Regions from separate parts of the Mus musculus genome. Here region 1 is linked to region 2. The links are chromatin contacts, called in public Micro-C maps. All regions are on one chromosome and are shown on one strand. The core of a region is the stretch at or near the end of the contact, and the rest is flanking DNA. Distances in the headings are between cores, read along the strand shown.

Evidence for each region. Hi-C and Micro-C count contacts between places; a contact is called where the count stands out from the background.
Region 1: a contact with region 2 is called in a Micro-C map of embryonic stem cells, with 5 times the contacts expected there. The contact joins the promoter of Fam135a here to the promoter of Ogfrl1 in region 2. A contact is called at or near these places in 7 of 39 promoter capture datasets (cranial neural crest, embryonic stem cells, frontonasal cranial neural crest and 4 more), 5 of 484 Hi-C or Micro-C datasets (the N1E-115 cell line, embryonic stem cells and uterus), 4 of 115 datasets of contacts at active chromatin or transcription factors (astrocytes, embryonic stem cells, extraembryonic endoderm stem cells and 1 more) and 1 of 9 other capture datasets (adipose tissue).

Annotation. Positions count from the first base shown.
Region 1 is chr1:24,098,089-24,102,408 of GRCm38.p6, reverse strand. It overlaps Fam135a (family with sequence similarity 135, member A), which reads left to right and starts at 2,068. Exons shown (of 21, transcript NM_026604.4): 1 at 2,068-2,348.
Region 2 is chr1:23,381,165-23,385,559 of GRCm38.p6, reverse strand. Ogfrl1 (opioid growth factor receptor-like 1) reads left to right here and starts at 2,385. Exons shown (of 7, transcript NM_001081079.1): 1 at 2,385-2,745. The coding sequence starts at 2,509.

The DNA of each region.
Region 1 (4,320 bases), core at 819-3,318, 720 kb before region 2:
TAAGTAGCAAAGTCTTCTCAGTCCTCATTATCTCCATTCAACAACGAGATGCAAGTCATGCCACTAGCTTAAAAAGAAATTCTCTCATATACTTATTGAGAAAAGGGATCACATTGTAGCTCAGGCTGCTCTCAGCCTGTCCAGTGCAGCAATTACAGGTGAGAAGCCTGAAACACAGCTGAGTGCTTTCTTTTTAACTGGAGGATTGGCATGGTCACTGTCTTATACCATTCTTTTCCCAGAGAGACCACAGCCATTAAGCCATGAAGTAACATCACAACATGATGAACTAATATATTCGCCCTTTAAACCCGAAGCTGTTGTACCCATAAAGGAAGTGCTAAACTTAGACTTCGCTTGCCTCAGTCTCATATTTGGTGTTAAAGAAATATAACTTCCCAAAAATACCTTACCATTGTGCATTGTGGACACCCATCGTAGTAGATATGACTCTGTCTGTAAAAAACAAGAGTAACTGTACCAGAAGGATCATTTATGCAAACATTATCATAAGGTGACACGGGCATTCCAATCCTGTTCAAATTTTGCCCAAAAACTGAAGAAAAGCCAGTGGTTAAATCACATTTAACACTTGGTTTCAAACGGCCTAAGGTACAAGGCCACATCACCACTGCCAAGTGGACAGAAAGGTTTCATTCATGTTTATTCTAGCAAATATACACAATATTTGCCATTTTTAACCATCTTCAAGCAGATTATCAGTGGCATCATGTTCCCTCACATTATATCTAAGAGACACCACTCTCTCCTCCTAATTCATTTTTATCACAAGCTGTGTTCTGTTCTCCCCATTCATTTTATCTTGAGCTGTGTGAAAGTGTTACAGCTCTGAGGGAAATTTTCAGCTGTTGCTGAAATTCCCAACCTTGCTTGAGTCACACACAGAAGCTTTAACGAGCTATAAAATGTCCTGCTGGTGGCCCAACTTGAGACCCATCCATGGGCAAGCACCAAACCCTGACACTATTATAAGGATACTCTGTAGGCTCCACCCAGGAGATGATTCAAACCGAAGCAGACACCCACAGCCAAATAGTGGATGGAGCGAGGGGCCTCTTATGGAAGAATAGGAGGAAAGATTGCAGTCCTGAAGGGGATAGGAACTCCACAGGAAGACCAACTAACCAGGACCCTTGGGGCTCTCAGAGACTGAACCCCCAACCAAAGAGTATACACGGGCTGGACCTAACCCCACTTCCTCCAGCATGTGTGGCTGATGTGTGGCTTGGTCTTCATGTGGGTCTTCAACAACGGGAGGGGGAGGGGAGCTACTATCCCCAAAGCAGCTCCATTTATGTGGGATATGTTTTATTAGCTGGGCTGCCTTGTCCTGCCTCAGTGGGATAGGAAGTGCCAGCCTCACAGACTCAGAGAAGGGAAGGGGGAGTGGGGGAAGGACTGTGGGAGGGGAGGGGATCTGGAAGGGGGAACCGAGCAGGATGTAAAGTAAATAAATCTTTAAAAAATGTTCTGTTCGGACAGCGGGAAAGAAGAAAATGAAGTTAATCAATGAAAGACTATGGGCTTCCGTTAATGGAATTTAAGACCTGAAAGCTTCTATTTAAGATGTCATCAATCAAGACACTAATAGATCAGCTGCACGCATGGCCACACCATGGATGGCCCCATTAGCGACTGCTGGGGCAGCACCGACCCACTGCCCTGGCAGAGGCGCGAGGGTCGGCTCTAGCCATGGCAGCAAGGAGAGAAGACGTAGATGACTTCGAGAGAAATCTCCTCAGTCTTCAACTGTCCTTTCGCATCTCTTGGGGCCCTTTAACTCTCGACCAGTGGTTCACACTATCCCCCCCCCTACCCCCAGCTCCCACCCCGGCTGGGCTCGCGCTTTTTATTGACGCAAGTCTCCCGTTCTCGCGGGAACTCGGGAGGGGCGAGCCGGGAAGGGAGAACAAATCTTCAAATCTCGGTTGGCGCCGGGGGCCCGCGGCAGCTGAGTCTCCTGGGGGGGCGGGACTTGGAGCCCAAGGGGGCGGGTCCTCGCCTCAGAGAAGGCGGGACGTTGCGGGAGGGGGAGGGGAGAGCCCCAGGGGCGGGGCCGCGGGCCGGGACCTGTTGAACGCAGGTAGCGCTCGGCGGCCCGGTTCCCTTGGGACCGACGCGACTGCGCATGCTCGCCGGCGGCTCTGGGCCGGGAGCCGAGCGCCGGAGACGAGCCGGCTCTTGGCTTTGCGGTGGTTGCGGGTGCTGCGATGGCGATGTGAGCGGGCCCGGGGCGGGATGGTGCGGACCTGGCTAAGGACGCCTACCAGCCGGACGCAGAGCTCCTCCGTCGCACAGGCGCCAGCCGAGGCCGTGCCGGTTGAGAGGTGAGCCCCTCGCTGTCCGCGCGACTCCCGGCCCCGCGACGCGGGCCAGGTCCATCTCCCCCGCGGGGCCGGACAGGAAGTGGCCTCCTCGCCTCGTCTGCCTCTGGCGCCCTGGCCTCAGTCGGAGCCGGGTCCTGGGCCCGCTGAAGGTCGGCGGGGACGCGAGGGGCGCGGCGCGCAGGCGGGTGCCCCCGGCCGGCCCTTGCCACTCGTCGTGCCCGGTGTCCCGCCGGCTCTCCGCCCCACTCCACGGTCGCCGCCTGGTCCTTCGACCCTCATTCGCTTCCACCCGCGCCCGCGCGCCCTTTGGCTCCGGGGGTCCCTCGACGTCGGTCGAGCTCTCCGCTCGGTCCAGCTCGGTCCCTCGACTGTGCATCCCCAGTCGTTAACCTCTTGGCCGTCGCCGATCAGTTTCCTCGCTGTTAGCACTATTTTCTCCTTTGGCACCTCGTTCTAGCTCTTTTGTTAGTTACTGACTTGTGGGAGGGTGGGCTTTTTGGCCTTTTGCGTTTTGTTGTTGCGTTTAAGCATCTCTTTGCTCCAGTGTCGAGCCTTGCCTTCAGAGGCCCTCACTCTCTTAACCTCTTTTGGTCCCCCCGCCTCATTGCTTTCGGTCCAGCCGCTCCTAACCACCGAACCGATTTTAGTTCTTTAATGTTGGTGTTTTGTTTTTTAAGCCATAAAACTCCTTTTTCCTATATGTGTGGATGGAACCTCTTTTTCAGTCCATATGTTTTACTTTTTATTACATCCCCGAAGAGTTGTAACAACCTCTGTTCTCTTCTGCTTTCTACGCAAGCTAGGGCTATGCCTAGTATCCCCACTGAAGCTTCCAGAGCAGTTTCTTCATCTTTCTTCACCAGAAATTCTCTAAAGAATGGCAGCTCACTTGATTGGATCTTGAATTACATGTACCAGTCATGTTATGAGAAACAAACTGGCCATTTATAAAGAGTTAAGATTTGCCAGAGGTCAGTGCTCCAGTAAATAACAGTTGACCAGGAACAAATCTGAAGTGAAATTTAACAAAAATTACTATATAAAATGTATTGATTTGTTGTTTTACGATTACGGTTGGTTACATCATTTTGAGCTTGTTCTATTTAATAAATGCGTACAGTTTTTGCGAACAAGAATAGGATAATTGCTTATCAAGAAAGAAGTATTTAATCTTTTGATTTGGGCAAAAGAACTTAATACATTTGGGAGCTTTTCTTCCCTCCATTTTGAATCCAATCTAATTGAAATGAACCTTGTGTTTCTGTTGACGATGGTGTAGTGTCACGCTCTGGAGGCATCTGCTGAGGCAGTTACTGTCAGTAAAGTTTGCCTTTGTTTTAGGGTTGAAGAACAACTGGATTATGTATTTCATTCTGGAATCTCAAAGCAGCCTGCAAACAATAAGTTCTTCCTTAAGTTATCTATGTCAGGTAGGACTTACATTGTTTTAGATTTCTATTTTAAGAAGAAAAATACCAAGGCAGGGGGAAAAAGGAGTAGTTTCTTGTTCAGAGTGGGCTTAAAATTAAAAAAGTAGAAGAACCCGGTGTAATTAAAGAACATTTCTCTTAAAAGAACTTGTATGTATGATGAAGTGAAGAACTTTTCCTATAGTTTACATTTTAATGCTTTTTCAAATGCAAATAGGTGATTGCTGTTTCTCAAAGATGCTTGCTCTCCTTTAAAAACCAGTCTCTTTACTTGTAGGGAAATATCCATTAGAAAGTTACCATCTACAAATTCTTAGTATTATAGTGAGCTATGTTAATTTTCTTTGAATTGAAATAAGGGATCTATGTTATACAGCAGGCGCAAGAGTAAATGTGAAAAGATTTGAACCCAGAGCATAACTCAGTAGTAGTCTGAAGAAGCCATCCAGCGTCCCCTCAGTGTCTCCACCTGTAAACTGTAGTAGTAACTCGGGCAGCCCAGTAATCTGTCTGTAATCACCCCTCATTTAAACACGTTTAGG
Region 2 (4,395 bases), core at 1,136-3,635:
AAAATATATCTTATTCCAGGTTCTATTTTTTAAGGTAGATTATAACCAATTCAAGAGTGAGGGTTAAAACTCTATCTTTCTCTTTCTCTCTTTTTTTTAAATTTTGAAATTAAAATATGATTATATTATTTTTATCCTTCCCTTTCCTCCCTCCAACCCTTCCCATGTACCCTACTCCCTTCTATTTATTTTTAAAAATCAAGTTCACAAACTATGTTTTTAAAAAAATTATTGTTGCATATAGTGGAAGAGGTAGGGGAAACCCTGAAAGAGCCAGAGAAACAGGAGTTTGCTTTGCGATTTCCTCTTCTAGACCTGTCAGGGAAGCTACACCCAGGAAGACTCATGAACATGAGCTGAACAGGGATGGCACCGATAGACATGCTAACACGAAAAGGGGGAAGTCTCATGGGGCCTCAACCCTAGACAAAGAACTCCATGCAACTACGACATTCTGGGAGCAGGGAAAATAGACTCCTAATTACAGGACAGCAAAGACATTGCAATGGACTTATTCTACAATACAGGTGGGAAACAGGTAGAGCACCTGGGCACATTACCACTAGGCTTTCAGCTCCGATCTTGGACTAAATGTTCACTTTGCAGTGTATTCTAGTCCGGTTCTGATGGAAGACAAATGGAATCCCTGAATTTTAACAGTGTCAGATTGATTTGTTCTACAGCTGCCCCATACTTTTTTTTTTTTTTTCTCACTAAGTCATTGTCAACATAAACCATGATCAGAGGTTCTCTGCAGTGACATTTATTTGGGATGAGCAGAGCCCTGGGAGAGAGGAGACGAACAAGAATTAACCACAGATATAGTCAACAGGGTTTGAGGAAGGATTCGACTCTAAATTTAAAAAGAGATAAACTTACAAAAACGTCTTGAATATCAAGACTTTGGGTTTTGGAGGAGGGGGGAAGAAGGTCTTGAGGTGGGTTCCCTTGTATAGTTTGTAGGATTGCTAGGCAAATTCTCTGCGTGAGCATTCGTATGGACTGCTGCAGTCTTAATGTTACAGATAATCCTATCCCCTTCCCGACCCCCTGTTGTGGGAGAGGTGCGCAAAGCAAGCTGGCCTATTAAAACAAACATCTTATCAACCAAGAAACTCCCTACCTCAGACAGGTATGAACACCCCTCCCCCAATAATACTGTCAAGTTCTAATTTTGTTTGGATCTGACAAGGACTTCATCCTAATATCATCAGTTTTTATGAATGAATATCTGACCAGAACGTTCTTTTTGTGTGGCCCCTGATAGTCATAAGGTCATTAAAGGTGAAGCTAGATGCCATTCCAGAGAGAAAAACCTGGCTTCATTTTGAAGATGAGGAGACTACCGGGGTCTCAAGAAGTTACGTGACCTGTCCAAAGCCAGAAACTGCTAGTAGAGTCACACCCTACTGTGAAGTTTGGAAAGAAACAACCACTGATTTATCTGTGGAGAGGCATCTTCTAGCCAAATCTTCCTTAAGCAATACCCATCTACCTGGATTTGCAATCTATTTAATTACTAGTTCTGAGTACAATTGATGCATCTAATAAAACTAACCCATGATCCCAGGCAATGTCCCACGGCAGAAAAAATCCCATCAAGACTCAGGTGCAGGCATCGGGCCACTAGCTCCTGGAGTTGGTTTCACGCTCTGCCATTTTCAGATGCTTTGGTTGTTATTTTGCCTAGAAGTATTCTTACAGCAGGTTTGCCTCTGGTCCTTAGAACCATAGTCTTCAGCACTCCACTTAGAACCAGCCTGTTCATTGTATAAATGCCGACGTTTTTCTGCCCAGAGCACAAATGTGGACTACTCACTGATGAAATAAATGTGCTGGCCTAATTCTTCTTGCTCCTTTGTTTCGAGAGAAGTTTGCTTTTAAGATGAGGGGACAGAGAGCTCTGACTTTTATTTTATAGACCGCAGGGATTCTAGGTGGCCTTAAGTACTGTTCCCGAAGCTTGGATTTCCTGTTTAGAGGGTGCACTGTCAAGATTAGCTTTTGTCTTCTGCTGTGGCTAATTTGTCTTCCTCTTGGAGCAGCCAGTGGGGGCGGGGGTGTGGGCAGGACCGGTCTGCTGATGGAGACACCTCCTTCCACTCTCTGACCTGGGCGGGATCAGGCTTCTCGCTTGGCTGGGAGGAGCCCCAAGGGGGCGGATCCCGGTCCACAGGGGGCGGGGCAGCTGACCCCTGGCCACTCCCGGGGACCGTGGAGGGGGGCGCGTCCCGGTGGAGCTGGTGCCGCGCGCTCGGGAGTGGGTTGGCTTCGCTGGGGCGGGGCGGGGCAGGGCGGGGCGGCGGCGGGATGGGCTGGCTGGGACGCGTGCGGCGGCGGCTCCGGGGGGCCCGGCTCCTCCCCGCCTGTGCGCCGGAGCGCCGGCGGCCGCGCTGAGCTGTGCGGCGCGGGCCGGGCGAGCAGCCGCCTGCGCCCCGAGCGAGCGGAGCGCGGCCATGCCCGGGCCCTAGCGCGCTACCGCAGCCCGCGCCCGCCGCCGCCTCTTCAATGGGCAACCTGCTCGGCGGGGTCAGCTTCCGCGAGCCCACCACCGTGGAGGACTGCGACTCCACCTGGCAGACCGATTCGGAGCCCGAGCCCGAGCAGCCGGGGCCGGCAGGCGGTGGCGAGGGCCAGCAGCACGACGAGCCGGAGCAGCCCAAGCAACCTCCCGAGAGAGCCGGAGGGCGGCCCCGCGCCAGCCCCGTGCCCGAGGACCACGCCGAGGCGGCGGGCGCGGAGCAGGTACGCGGCCCCGGGACCCACGGTGGGCCCGGCGAGGTCGTGCTCCCGGCGCCCGGGAGGGGACTGCCCCCGGGGATGCAGGGCGGGATGCTCGGCGTGCTTGGCCCGGGCACCCGACCTAAGGGAGCCTGCGGTGCCCAGGTGGCTAGCTGCTAGCCCAGGGGGCCTTGCTGTGAACCTCGCAGGGAAGTCTCCCCAAGGCAGACCCCGACCCCACTCGGTGTTCTCTTTGCCTCTGCAGCGCAGCTGGGTGATGCGAAGGTGGGGTGGGAGGAACTAAACTAAAAATAGAAGATTGTGAGGAGGACCCGGCCAGTGCCTGTTATTGATTTTTTTTTAATTTTAATTTTTTAAAAAAAGATTTAAAATATTATTCAGAGCAAGACAACTGCAGTTGTGAAGCGGCCCGCAGCCTCCCCCTCCCAGCGAGGGTCCAACGGGCATTAAAAGTATCACAGAAGGTTCCTGAGCAAACTTAAAATAACACCGTTCATTTCCCCAAGAGAAACCTTTCAACGACTTGAGTATTCCTTTAACATTTACGTTCACCCAGAAGACTTGTTGATCCAACCAAGCTTAAGTCAGTTGACCAATACAATTAGGTAGATAGGTTAGAAGAGAGATAGATGGCGTCCCTTAACCTCTTGTGGCTTCAGAAACTTTTAAAAGGAGGAACTGTATATTTTTAAAGAAGTCTGCACCGTTTAAGGTTGGTGGTTCTGTATTAGGCCTCCCTCTTACAACTTGAAGGAAAATGGAGCCCAAAATCCAATGTGACTTTAGGGGAAGCATCACCTTTCCAGGAAGTCCGAGCCTTCCCATCCAGGTTAATTGAGCGTGTTATTGAATGGAATGCAATTTCCAGGTGTGCGGTCCGTTTTAATTCCCCATTTTGGAGAACTGTGAGCCTTAAAGGAAATCTTGCCCAAAGCATACGAGGAGAAAAGTATGTCTGTGGCCAAAGTGAGGGCCTTGGCCCTGCTAATGAGATCTTGGCCGCCCTTGTCTTCTGTTCCCGTTTGTATTTTGCACTTAGTGTTATGTGCTCAACCCCAAAACAATAGCGCATGCCACATTTCAGCGTCTTATCCTCCCATTTGTCTTCCAAGTAAATAGCAAATAGCCACTGAGAAGTTTGGAATTAAAGAAACAAAAACAAAACTTGTTAATACAATTAACTAGGTCAATTGTAAAATAACATACCATTTCAACAAATACTCTGCAACCTGAGTAAGAATAGAGCATCCTTTAATTGTTAATTTTTGTTCCTGGAAGTTCCACCAGACTTCTTAAATAATCGTTGTGACGCTGTTTTGACTCCTTACTCTATTTGCCCACTATGCGGACCGGTCAGTTCCCCCTTTAAAGGAGGTTGCAGACTGGTTTCACCCGCTCACTGTCTTTGCTCTCATCCATCTCTGTAAACGTTAGACAAAAGATGGTACCACTAACTGAGGTGAGGAAACCTGGGGTGAAAGATGTTTCAGAGGTTAAGTCAAGGCTTATGCTAAGTTTTGCGTCCTATTAGACACCCAAGTGGATGGGCGAGTAGTTAATGGTCTCTATAAATAGATGCTCCGTCTAGGCTGGAGCTATAGGCTTGCATTTAGTATCTATACATAGATACTGTCTAAGCTGGAGCTATAGGCA